Linked DNA regions of Mus musculus: all the other regions are linked to region 2. The links are chromatin contacts, called in public promoter capture Hi-C maps. All regions are on one chromosome and are shown on one strand. The core of a region is the stretch at or near the end of the contact, and the rest is flanking DNA. Distances in the headings are between cores, read along the strand shown.

Region 1 (4,195 bases), core at 1,634-4,133, 550 kb after region 2:
TATTCTAACTTATATGTCTTAATTACCGTTTCCATTGCTGTGACGAGACACCATGACCAAGGCAACTCTTGTAAGGGAGAACTCTTAAACGGGAGCTGGCTTACAGGTTCAGAGGTTCAGTCCATTATCAGCAAGGCAGGAAGCATGGCAGCGTCCAGGCAGACACTGGAGGAGCTGAGAGTTGTACATCTTGTTTCAAAGACAAACAGGAGAAGACTGGCTTCTTGGAGGAAGGTCTCAAAGCCCATCCCTACAGTGACACACTCCCTCCAACAAGGCCACACCTCCTAATAGTGCCACTCCCTGGGCCAAGCATATTCAAACCACTACACTTTATCTTGTCTTTTGTTCCCCTCAGGATGCAAAGGAGACATACAACTGAGAGAGTTCCTAGGCTAACAACTAGCTCAAGAAGAATAGACCAAGTTGGTCTCTCCCCTTTCCTCTAATCCAGAATAAGGCAAGAATCTTGCTTTTTTTTTAAAAGCAAATCAATGCTTATGCAACTTTTATTAAAAATGAAACCCTTTTCCATTGTCCCTAAGGAGATGTCTGCCCATACCCTGCTGAGCCACACCTCTGAAGCACCCAGTGGACAGGCTCACTTACAGGCACCCGCCGACCTCCAGTCCACTTTACCTGTGGGATGGTACCATGTGGCTCTTTACCACAGAGCAGGTCCCTATCACACGGCAAACTGTATGGACGGAGTATAGGTGTAAATAGGAAAAGGGCATTTCTGAAGTGCCATTCTAGCTTTACCAGGACAGAGAAGAGCCCCTCCCCTCAGGGGAAAGCTGGGCATCTAGAGAAGCATTTTATTAGAGATAAAGAATTTACTCTAAACTCAAGGTTGAATAGAATCTGTTATCAAGTTTTCCTGAAGCACCACAGTGCTTAATAAAAAAAATTCAACTTTAGGGGGGAAATATATTATCCAAAATGGCTTAGTAGAGCTTAAATCTTGCACTTTTTCAAACCTTCTGGGGAAAGAAACACATAAGAATAGACTAAAGCTTGTAGCTTATATCAGTGATACCCAAAACCCAGATATGGTACCATATTGGGCAGTTTCAGCTAATATAATGCAAAACTAAGATCAAATTAAAAACATGATAAATCCACTTACAGAATTTCAGATGAGATTATATCACTAGATAAATACATGAGAGAGAGAGAGAGAGCGCGTGCGCGATTGATTCTCTGCTTTAGTTAAAATAGATCTGCTGCAAAGAACTGAATTTAAGGAAATATTTATCTCGAGGCTGGAGAGATGACATGTGGTTAAGCACACTTGTTGCTCTTGCAGACTAGAGTTCAGCTCCTGGCCCTCATGTGGAGGGTCTATTCCCATTCATAACTTCAGTTCTGGGGGGTGCAGTGCCGCCCCCCTCCCCACTTCTGACCTTACCAGGCCCTAGGCATGCCTCTGGTACACATGCATACATGAAGAGAGAACACATAAATTTTGCTTTAGAAAATATTTTTTAAGTACTATATCATAATGCTACCACAGCTAAAATCAATGGTCTCTCCCTGACAAACTGCATCAGCATCAGCTGGCTCTTCCTTTCTGGATAGGCCTGGATGCTTTCTTCTTCTCTCTTCTCGTCCCATTCGACAACCAAGAACAATTTCGATAATGTAATAGTTTTTAATGCTGCAGCTCCCTGGTGGCCATTCATTTCAATCAAATCTTCCAACGTGAAAGAGAGAAAATGCCACACTTTTCTCTCAGTAAAAGGAAGGCCCCTTCCTAGAGTTATGAGGTGTCAACACTTCAGAGAGCTCAAACTCCCTGCGTCTGCCTTAGACACCCAAAGGTAAAACACAGATTTCATCTGGGTGAAGACTGCAAATCGTCCTACCTCCCTCCAAAAACAAACCGTTGGGCAATTCCTTACTTGGCAGTAGCGTTTCCTAACAAAGCAAGCTGCTTCTCCTAAAGGCTGGGAACGGGGTTTGTGGGAGGGGGGTCTACTTAAGTCAAAAATCAATGCCTGCCTTTTAGTCCTGCACCTTTTAGTCCTGCAGTCACAAACACAGCTAGCTCTCCGTGCTGCAGCTGGCCGCATCCTTTACAGCCTGAAAAAGTAAGGCTCCCTCCATCTAAGAGTTCCTTTACAATGCTTTGTACATTCCACTCAGACCTTTTATTAATAATGTAGCCTTAATCTTTAGGAGTCTCCTCTTTCCAAATCTCCCATTCCCTTCCTCCTCGCCACCTCTCCCCCAGGAAGCACTCTCCTACCCTAGGGACCACAGGCCCTTTCCCGCCTAGAATGTGCGTTCCTCCCTCCGGGCCTGCAGCAGGTCCATCGGCGTGGCGTGCGGACAGTATTCTCCACTTCTCCTTGGTCGCGGTGACAACCAGGCCACCACTACCTCGGCCCCCGAGGCTTACATAGCTCAAGGCAGGGCAGGATGGATCCGTGAGGCCGCGGTGGCCCGGCTCGCCAAGAGCACTGGACGCCCCTCCAAGTGGCCCAGATTCTCGAGTCTCTCGTCCGGAGCCTCGAGACCCAGCCCCGAGACCAGGCGCGGAGGCCAGAGCCCAGGGCGTGGCAGCTCGCGGCGCCCCGCTCCACGGAGGAGCGAGCGGCGCCCGGGGCCTCGAAGCCCCGACCCACGAACCTAGAAGGCTGCGCCGCGAGAGAGAGGGGCGCTCGGCAGCCGCCCAACCGTCTCCCCGCCTCGGCCTCCCGCCCGCCCGCCCCGCACTCACCTCCCGTGCGCCCGTGGTACCCGCAACGGTGCGGCCCGCGCTCGCTCTCTGCGCGCGAACACGGACTCCCCGCAGCCGCACGCACGCCGAGCGGGCGGGCGCGCGCCTCCTTCACGCACGCGCGCGCGCGCGGGGTCCCTGCGTCCGCAGCCCAGCGCCGTTATCGCTGTTATCGCCGCAGCTGCCGGCCTCTGCCGCGGGCGGGCGCCAGCATCACGGCCACCGCAGGCTTCGCCTAAGTCCTCCACCTCCAACCCCGGCTCTCTGCCTCGTGCCATCTTTTGACAGAAAGCAAGAAATTTTATTTTTGAATGGAACCACCTTCACCCTAGGTCCTGGGAGAAACAGAGTCAGTACAGAAACACCCAGCCTTCATGACCAAAGGCTTCTCCCTTCTCCCTTCTCGGGGAGATGCCTAAATGTGTAGCCCGCAGATTTCCGCCCCAGGGCTGACTTGGAAAGGAGGAAGCCTTGGCACATTCAGAAGGCTGTTTCTCCTTTCAGGAGTGCGGGAGTGGGGGTGGGGAGAGGAAAGCTTTGGTGTATGTGGACCAGAGGCTCAGAGAGTCCTGGCACCCCACCCCACCTCCACCCCCACACCCTCAACTGCCTCTAGAAACCGTCTAGTGCTATGAACCCTTGGTCAGCTCCACTTAGTCATCTCCACCCAAATGGTGCCTCTCTGGGAGAAGGGAGAAGCCTTTGGTCATGAAAGCTGGGTGTTTCTGTACTGACTGTTTCTCCCAGGACTTAGGGTGGAGGTGGTTCCATTCAAAAATTGCTTTCTGTCAAAAGGCCCCTGGAAACAAAGTGTCATCTGAAAACAAAGACCCATTCTGGTGTCTTGGCTTTAGGACTGTGAACAGGTTGGCCTCACTCCACCTAAAAGGAAACAGTTTTTCAGTGAGCACCTAAATACAAGCAACCAAAATTTAACAACAATTCACAAGAATCGCTTTCCCATCCTTCCCTAGACGCTCTAGGTTGCGTTTCTTAAACTAGTGACTTCAACATAGCCGGGATCAGCCTTATCGATTTGGAGAAACTAGAATTCTACAATATCACCTAGTATGTACGCCATGTTCTTGTCGGAAAGCCACACCGACTTCCTAGAAAGATGATCTTATCAAGATTGGACTATTGCCTCTATGCGTCCGTGTAGAATATATAGATGTAGCACAACCTGTTTTCTTTCGTAGCAGGACTTTTAGAAGTTGCTCAGTTCTGTTTGACTGCTGTTTTGCTCTCCCAGCTCAGTAATTTAAGTTCTTGAACCAGAAGCGGGATGTAATGGTAAGACTCCTTTACACACTGCATGGAGCTCTGCGTGTTATTTCCATGGGGGGAGAATATGGACTCTCAAACACAATCTCACTTGACCCAAAGCTAAAACCATGGAAGTAGGGAGAGGTATTCTCCAAACTGTTCCATGATAAACAAACACGGAGAATGTTTCTCTTCAGTGGTTAA
Region 2 (4,121 bases), core at 600-3,099:
AACTGATTTTTTAATACTATTTCTTAGGGCTGGAGAGATGGCTCAGCAGTTAGGGGCATTAGCTGCTCTTTCAAAGGTCCTGAGTTCAATTCCCAGCAGCCACACAGTGGCTCACAACCACCTGAAATGGGATCTGTTGCCCTCTCCTAGTGTGCATGTGAAGACTAATGTGAAAACAGTGTGTCTACCAATATACATAAAACACAGTATTCAAAAAATAGTTTTTCAAAGTGAAAATATATTTGATGGAAAACATTCAGCAACATATTTGCAATGTCAGTATATATATATTACCCAAAGTCAAAATTTTACTTTTTACCAGGTTAAAATACAGGACCTTGGCTCACTAAAAATGTAGATCAATGTGTAATACTGGGCAAAAAGGAATAAAGGTAGCTTGAATAATAAATGCAGCGTGCAAACGTGTAAGGCAATACCATTTTGTGTGCATGACTTAAGACGTCCACACATGCTTATAAAATGTCTGTTAGATAAAAGTGAAAATCTTTTAGCCAGGCAGTGATGGCTTTGGCTCCAGCACTTGGGAGGCAGAGGAATCTCTGAGTTAAAGACCATCCTGGTCAACAGAGCAATTATCCAGGACAGCCAGGGCTACACAGAGAAACCATGGTTTTTTGTTTTTTGGTTTTTTTTTTTTTTTTGGGGGGGGGGGGAGAATCAAACAAAAAACTGAATACCTTTTAGATTAGGTCATTTCTCACTTTATGCTTCCTCCATAAGATGGTTAAAATTTTATACACTTCCAATATACATCTTTTTTTCAAGAGATTTTTCAATCTTTCATCATAGCCCAGGAATCACACACTCTAATATCCTGATGTTTCTTCGTATCCAGTTAACTTCCCAGAGCTTACCTGGTCTGTCAATCTCCTGATCTGGACACTGGGTGTACTTTATCTTCTCCAACTTTTCCAGGATCCTTTGTTATTCTAAAAGTAAAACAATTTAATGTTTCAGATTTTGCCTGCAGTAAATATTTCATCTTTAAAGTCCCAACCATTTCCACACAAAGGACTTTTTACAACATAACGAATCTCTGACTCTGGACAAGATTAACCAATGATGGGAACTAAACACTCATAGTTTGGTTTGGTGGGTTTTTTGAGACTAATTTTGTAGTCCTCACTGACGACCTGGAACGCACAGGAGAGCTTGCTGCCTCTGTCTGCCCCCATGCTGGGGTTACAGGCGTGCACGTTCATGCCCCGCTTCAAAGTTTTATTTAAACTCAGCAAGACGACTAGAAATATCCTCGCGCGTAGATATCCCCAGCTCGAAACTACGTTAAATTATTCCCATCAACACATTGGGTGGTCTCCGAAACGCTGCAGGCCTCAGTTTTACCTATGAAGGTTCACATCTGTACAATGGGCATAAGTCCTACGTGAACTCCAAACAAAGAAGTGGCTCAAAGATGGCAGTCACACCCTCTTGTCCAGGATGCCCAGGGCTCACTCGCCCCGCGCGGTGCTGCGGGATCTGCTAGGCTCACCTACCGGCCCTTACGACCTCAATCCCGCCGGTAGCTCGGAGCGCCGCTGCTCCACCCGCGAGCGCGCGAAGCGAGGAGAGGCGAGCGCACGCCCTCCGGAGCCCAGCCCGCCTCCCCATCCTCAAGTCGGCGGCGAACGCACCGGGGCCGCGGGCGCTCGAGAAAGAGGGGCAGCGAGCCGCCTCCCCGGCGGAGCCGCGTACTCACCGCGAGGCGGGCGAGGCGGGCGAGGCGGGCGAGGCGGGCGAGGCGGGCGAGGCGGGCGACGGCGCGCACGGCGAGGGCTCCCGGGCAGCCTGGTGCGGACACTGCGAGGCGCTCGCCCGAGTCTTCAGGTGCCCGGCGGGGGCGGGGCCGGCGGCGCCGCAGCGACTTTCAACCGCGCCGCCTCCGCCAATGAGAGAGCGCGGGCGGCCTTTGAACACCAACGGCCGAGGGCCAGGCGCCTGCGCACTAGCGCGCGGCGCGGAAAGCGCACGGGCGGCAGGGGTCGCGCCTTGGGGGGGAAGGGCTGGCGCCAGGACCTCGCGAGGGCGGGGATGCGCGGGTGACCCGGCGGCTTCTGGAGGCGGCTGGCTGAGGGACTGCTTATTACTTAGGACCACGCCCGCACGGGATGGTTCTGGAGCTGGCGGCGCGCAGGCTTCTTCCATTGTTACCTCACAGGTTCCTTGTTCAGTCACCGGCTGGAGGGCTCGGCGCGCTCGCCCGCCCCCGTGAGGCTCCGGTCCTCCAACTTAGGCGCGCCTAAGCCTTCATCTGTGTCCTCCCTGTCCTCTCTAACACGCTGGGTCAGAAAACACAGTAGTGGCTTTTCACTTTCTCGGAGAAACGCCATTCCAGAGCTCAGACCGCTCTCCGCTCCCGGCCGGTGTGAGCTACAGAGCAGATTCCAAGTCAGCCTAAGACTCACAGCAAGACTTGACCTCGGAGACAAGATGGAAAGAGGGGGCGTAGAGGAAGGAAAATGGATTGTGCCTTCAAGGAGTGTGCTTTACAGGTCCATAGAGTGCCCGACCCTGCCAGAAAGTTCTGTAACCAAACATGGGGAAGGGGCAGAGAAGAGGAGCCTTAGCACTAAGGCAGCTCCACGCTGACCGGCAGCGCTACTCAGGATTTATGAACTGTTATTCATGCGCTCTATAGATGATAGTGTTGGTCTGGAAAAGAAAGACTAGAAATTACAATTCAAATACAGGCACCAAAGCGTAAAAGTCGTAAACCTAAAAACCTCATGTGTTGGGGCGTCAGCCTTCGAAAACTTTGGGCTGAAAAAAAAAAATCAGCTGCTTTGGGTGTCTTCCATTACGATATACACACTCCCAATACTCCCTTTGTGATAGAGTATTGAGAAACGGGATAAAGGATGGGAAATACGTGGTTTTGTTACAGGTATAATATCGGAAAGATGATGAACAGAAATGTGACTTCTGAGCTGGGGGTGTAGCTCAGTTCCAGTGCTCGCCTGGCGTGTTCAGTTCCCACCATGGAAAAGCCAAACCGCTGAGCGCACATTAACATCTTCTTGGCGCTCCTCAGACTCCTTGCTTGAAAACTTTTTGTCTTGAGCTTTGAAACAGAAAGTCAGCGCTGGCTGTTCTTCCAGAAGACCCACACAGCAGCTCACAACTGTTGCACGGGAATCTGATGCTCTCTTCTAGCCTCCCAGATCACTAAGCAAGGATGTGATGTACGCATGCATGCACGTTACAAACCACACATTAAAGAAATAGATAAACGGGGTTTTATTTGTTTTTAACTGACCAGAGGTAACAGCAGTTAAGAGCACTTACTATTCTCAAATTCAGTTCCCAGCATGACTGTGGACCCCTCACAACTGCCTGTAACTCCCGCTCCAGGGGATCTAAGCTCACTCTTGACTGGCTCTGCAGACACACACAGATGGCATATACTTACACTGACAATCACTCGTACACATAAAAAATAAAAATAAAAACAGTAGAAGCTTGTATACTGTCTTAGATAAGAACAATAAACTCTTGAGGAATTACAGAGCGAACATATATTTGTATTAGAAGGCAAGTTCTAGGGCTGTTACTAAAAGATACTAAAAAGATGGGGACAGACAGAAGCTAGTAGAAGCTAAGGATTACTTCAAGGAGCTTGTTAGGAAACGTTCATTGTAGCCCCATCTAAGTCTCTGGCCAGCAAGGATACTTTCTGGTTTTCTTATCTGAAGGAGAGTCTTCCCACAAGAATCTGTTTGCTGCAGACAGGAAAATGCAGGCCCGCTGGTCCTGGCTAACGTCAGAGTTCCTCAAGTGATTTCAGCTGTAGTCATCCGCATACCAACCCCACCTAACTTGAGGCAGCCCTTCACTCTGTGAGAATTAGCACAAACTGTAACCCAGCAAATGGGTTTCATGCCAGACAGTCATGGCATACAGTCTTAATCTCAGCTTCTGGGGGCAGAAGTGTTGGTTCTCAGGAGTTAGTAGACAGTCTAGTCTACAGACCTAGTTCTAGGACAGTCAAGGCCACACAGAGAAACCCTGTCTAGAAACACACACACACACACACACACACTACCAACAAAAAGAATGTATTCCACGTCAAATGTGGTCAAACCTCTAGTGCTAAAGCAGGA
Region 3 (4,437 bases), core at 429-2,928, 710 kb after region 2:
TAAAATGTTGAGGGTTGGGGTTCTCTTTGGATTTCCTTTGGTCAGGACCTAGATCATATTCTTGCCTTACTTTGCTTTATGAGGCACCGCTGTCACTTAGAAATGGCACAGCTCTCAGTGGACTCACCTGTGAAGGAATCATGAAAAAGTTTCATAAAAATCACATATGTAAGAGTTGGTCATTCTCAGCTTCTCAGTTTGTCACATGGGAAGTTTTTTGTTTGTTTGTGACAGGGTCTTACTGTGTAATCTGGCATGGAGTGGGGTTTGTTATATAGACCACCTCAAATTCAGATCCACCTTGCCTCCCAAGTGCTGGGGTTAAAGATATGTACCACCATGCCTGGCCTTTTGTCACATGTTCAAATAATTTGACCAGTTCCAGGAAAGCAGGCCTTGATGAAGGCAAGAGATCTATCTGTCTAGATATCTTTTATTGCAAAGTAGTGTGCTGAAAATACTCAGCGAATTCTAATGATGTTGAGGCTGGGGAAAAGGCATAATTTTCAGTGACTAAGCGCTTAGGGGTGGGGTAGTCTGAGTAGCTATGTTTTTCTAGCAGGGCTGCCTGCTTTTAATGTGCTGGGATTAGCACATTAGGTGTGCTTCTTAGACATTGCCAACTTTCAGTTCACATAAGTGGGTACCTATAGCTTCTTCACAGTACTTTGAGGTAATATGCATTAGCGCTAGTTTATGAAGTGTGAAATAAGCAATTCTAGGCTGGGCTTGTGGTGCAGATAGAGAAATCATAGGGCATAGCTCAGTACTATAGCACCTGTCTAACATGCCTGAAGCCCTCGTTTCAGTCCACACTAGCACAAGACAGAAAAAGAAACTGTTTTTTCAGTCATCTTACCTTCTACTTTTGAGTATCTGGGTGTGTGTGTGTTTTCTGTATTTTGCTGGGGATCAAACCCAGGGCCTTAAGCATGCTAGATGGATTTCTTATTATCCTGTAAATTGACTCCTCCCCCTCCCCTTCCTTCAGAAGAAAATCATTGTGTACAGCTCATAGCTAAGAGGAAGTGAGTTTTTCTACTCCTGAAAGTAAAGTCCATAAACTATTTGAAATTGATGCACATGGGAGACTTGTCCTGTGTACTATTCAATCATTTAACTCGGTATGGATTCTGGGGTATATCTTGTTAGAATTATCCTAGCTTTAGCCATTGAGACCTCAGTAACTTCCTGTAGTCTTCTGATTGGCATATGTGTTTGTGCTGAGCATTTTTTTTACATTTTGGAATTACAAAATGCCAATGCTTTGTCTTGTGTATTTACACACTAGAGTCAGCAATTTTTCTTACATCTTAACTATATTTACTGGAAAGCAGTTCAATAAACCATTATCTAGGCAATAGGTATGCAAGAATCTACTTGACTGTGCATATACCCGATTCTAATAACACACCCGGCATCCTAAGGCTATTATATACACGTCTGTACACACAGACTGCACCTTGCAACCTAGGCCCCCTTACCCGCATTGGGTTACACACTCCATTCTAAACAATGGGATCCATGTCTCTTACCCTTAACAACCATCAACTATAGACATCCTATTCAGTCATATTCCAGTATGTCCTGGTACAAGAAGGTCAGATCTGGCCTAACCCAATTTCTGAAGCTCTCTGTAGCTCCTTGACGGTCCATAAGATGGCAGTCCCAGCTAACCCTCGACCACAGCATTTTGACTTGAAGACACTCAAGCAAGACATGTCTGGGCATCTCACCCACAGAAGCTAAAATAGCAGGTGCTATTTTAATCGTTAAATCTATGGGGGTGGGTATTGTCTGTTGGCTGGCAAAACTTATATGTATGCTCAAGGTCTGCAGTTTTCTATCAGTATACAAGGGTTTCTCTTTTTTGACTTTGGCAAACACTTTTATAATATTATAGGGTTTTCCATTTTAATTTTTTGTCAGCTTGGAAGGTGACAAAAGTAGTGTTCATTTTAATTACATTTGTTAGATTACATATTGAATAACCTTTCATTATCTAGATACTTGAGATTCCATTTCTGAGTGTTGATTTGAAGATATTTCTTACATAAGTAGCTCTTGATGGTTTTGGACATTGATATATCCTGATGTTTTTGCCTTTTTTTGCTAAACAAGTTTCACTTTGACGTAGTTAACAGTCATACATTGTTTTTGTTAAGATTTACATCTTATTAGGTAGGACCACTGACGTCTGAAATTTAGATTTTCAAATAGTACAAAGGCCTTTGTATTATAGATTGTTGAGAATGTAGCTGAAGAGATGAGATGGCCCAGTGGTTAGGAGAATTGGCTGCTCTTCAGAGGTCCCCAAGGTTCTATTCCCAAAACCCACATAGTAGTTCACAACTCTTCAACAACCCTGCACTTCCAGTTCCAGGAGATCTGTTACCCTTTTCTGGGCATCAGGCATACGTGCGACACATAGATGTCTGTGCTAGCTAGACACCTGTATACAAAATAAAAAAATAAAAGGAGTTAAGAAGCCAGGTGCGGTGGTGCATGCTTTTAATCCCATTTTGGGGAGTCACAGCTACTTAAGCTGCTATAAGCAAACTGTTGAGGGCTGCTATGATGACTCAGTGGCACCAAGCTTCATGTCCTCAATTCAATCCCTGGCACCCACATGTTGAAAAATTAGCCCTGATTATGGAAATATGAAAAATAAAAATATTGTTGAATGACTTGAAGTCTGGTTGAGTATTGCTTGCATAATTTGAATTTTCATGTGTGCTATCATGCTGTCTTGTCTGAATGCCACTGCCTAGTGCTTTATAAGTAATTTGAACCATTCGCAGTGTGTATTTAAATGAAGTATATAGCCTTTGAGTAAGTGAATGGTATGAATTTTGGCCTTCTGAAACTAAGATAATGAAGTATGTTACCAAATAATAGAAATGTTTTCCTACCTTTAGTTTTTAAGTGAAGCCCGTTGGGCAATGGCCTTAAGGCTAGTTAGAATGTCCACCAGGTGGCAGTAATGACTGACTGATGATACTGAAAGGCACTTTACCAATCAGTCGTCAAGAAACACCGTGTGAGGCTTCCTCCTTGGGAAATCTCTCCGTGGTCCTGTGGCTAACAGCACTCACTGGATCCCTCTGTAGTCGCGTGAGTGAGTCCCACACTTGAGGTAGGGATCACGGTATTTTGAGTTTCACTAGGCTATGCTTTCAACAGTGGGACTTTTTAGATTTTTTCTTTCTTAGTGACTTTTGGGTTATAATTTAAAGTAGGTTTGGTCGAAAAAACTTTCAAGTTCAGATTATTCAACTTAGGCTTGTGTTTGTATTTATATAAACCCTACAGGTTTACAGAGAAATTGGAAATAAACATTTCATTGCTTGATTTCATATGTTGATGATAATATTGCTTAACTTATTTACTAGACTATTTACTGATTTATATAGGTCCTCTTTCTTCATGGGATAGGACCATAAAAACGGCTCTTGAAAAGATAAGTTCATTAGGAATTGATAAGTCCTAGGATCATGAAAACTGACTTCAGTCTCTTGGACTCCAGTTACTAAGTCAGAAAGCCACGGAGCATCCATGGCACCAACAGGAACCAGACTGTGACGACCCTAGAGAGACTGCCATTCACCCCTGCCCTCTGGGTGACCGTTAGGTTCTCCACTCATGAGAATAAATCTCCAGAGCCTTCTGGTCTGGTCGCTTACAGCTGGTACTCTACAGTTTAATTAATGGCTACACTTGCAAAAATTATACCTACATTTTCCAGTGTGTCCAGTGAAGCAGTAGTACTCCAAGAGGCTACTTTGGTTGGAGGGGATAGGAATTGGGGTTAAAAAACAAACAAAGAAACCAAAAACGTACTTTTGTCTTTATGTGTTTTTCAGGTCAAATCATATTAAAGGCACTCTGAAACCTCTGCCAAAGGCAGGCACTACTCTCTGAGGAACATTTATTTTACCACTATGGCACTTGTCACAGTGGCCTGGAAACCCCAGGTAGATGCTAGGTAGCATATGGTCCTGAAAGATGGCTCATAAAAGCAAGTGCTATCCTTCCCCCTTTGATTTTTAGCTCATCTTGAAAGTCTTGTGGCAGTATATAATTAAGATTGCTGCCTAAGTCTGTTCACATTTAAGTACAGAGTAAGTGAGATTTTCTATAGCTGAGTTCTTAGGAAGATAATGATTATGTAAATCAAGTAAAGGCTTCTATTTTGCTTGGAACTTTATCTAACTCATGTACACCATTGCTGGCACTGAGTGACTGATAGAGTTTAGCTGTGTAGCTTAGCTGACATTTGTAGCTGTCACCTTTATGATGATAATCAACACTGATGAAGCAATATGACTAGAACTGTTGTTGCCCCCCTTTTTTGTAAGTTATGCTGATGTAGAGTTTACTTGAATTTTATTCCAGGGTAGTAATTGAGGTGTTAAAGCCACTGACTGCAAGAGTGCT

What was found. Promoter capture Hi-C pulls out the DNA fragments that hold promoters and counts their contacts. Capture Hi-C pulls out chosen DNA fragments and counts their contacts.
Region 1: a contact with region 2 is called in a promoter capture Hi-C map of adipose tissue, with 2.6 times the contacts expected there. The contact joins the promoter of B3galnt1 here to the promoter of Trim59 in region 2. A contact is called at or near these places in 5 of 39 promoter capture datasets (the 3T3-L1 cell line, hippocampal neurons, liver and 1 more), 2 of 484 Hi-C or Micro-C datasets (embryonic stem cells and uterus) and 1 of 9 other capture datasets (adipose tissue).
Region 3: a contact with region 2 is called in a promoter capture Hi-C map of embryonic stem cells, with 4 times the contacts expected there. The contact joins the enhancer-like site here to the promoter of Trim59 in region 2. A contact is called at or near these places in 4 of 39 promoter capture datasets (the 3T3-L1 cell line, cranial neural crest, embryonic stem cells and 1 more), 2 of 484 Hi-C or Micro-C datasets (both in embryonic stem cells) and 4 of 115 datasets of contacts at active chromatin or transcription factors (embryonic stem cells, extraembryonic endoderm stem cells and large pre-B cells).

Annotation. Positions count from the first base shown.
Region 1 is chr3:69,596,077-69,600,271 of GRCm38.p6, forward strand. It overlaps B3galnt1 (UDP-GalNAc:betaGlcNAc beta 1,3-galactosaminyltransferase, polypeptide 1), which reads right to left and starts at 2,884. Exons shown (of 3, transcript NM_020026.4): 1 at 2,726-2,884.
Region 2 is chr3:69,042,893-69,047,013 of GRCm38.p6, forward strand. It overlaps Trim59 (tripartite motif-containing 59), which reads right to left and starts at 1,850. Exons shown (of 3, transcript NM_025863.3): 1 at 1,721-1,850; 2 at 876-950.
Region 3 is chr3:69,753,688-69,758,124 of GRCm38.p6, forward strand. No RefSeq gene overlaps it. Among named protein-coding and RNA genes, the nearest start is that of Nmd3, 34 kb to the left of the region's middle. Within about 2 kb of position 1,679, at least 32 of the 459 cell types and tissues checked have an H3K27ac peak or open chromatin away from gene starts, as enhancers often do. A contact at or near this core is called in embryonic stem cells, where this site is marked.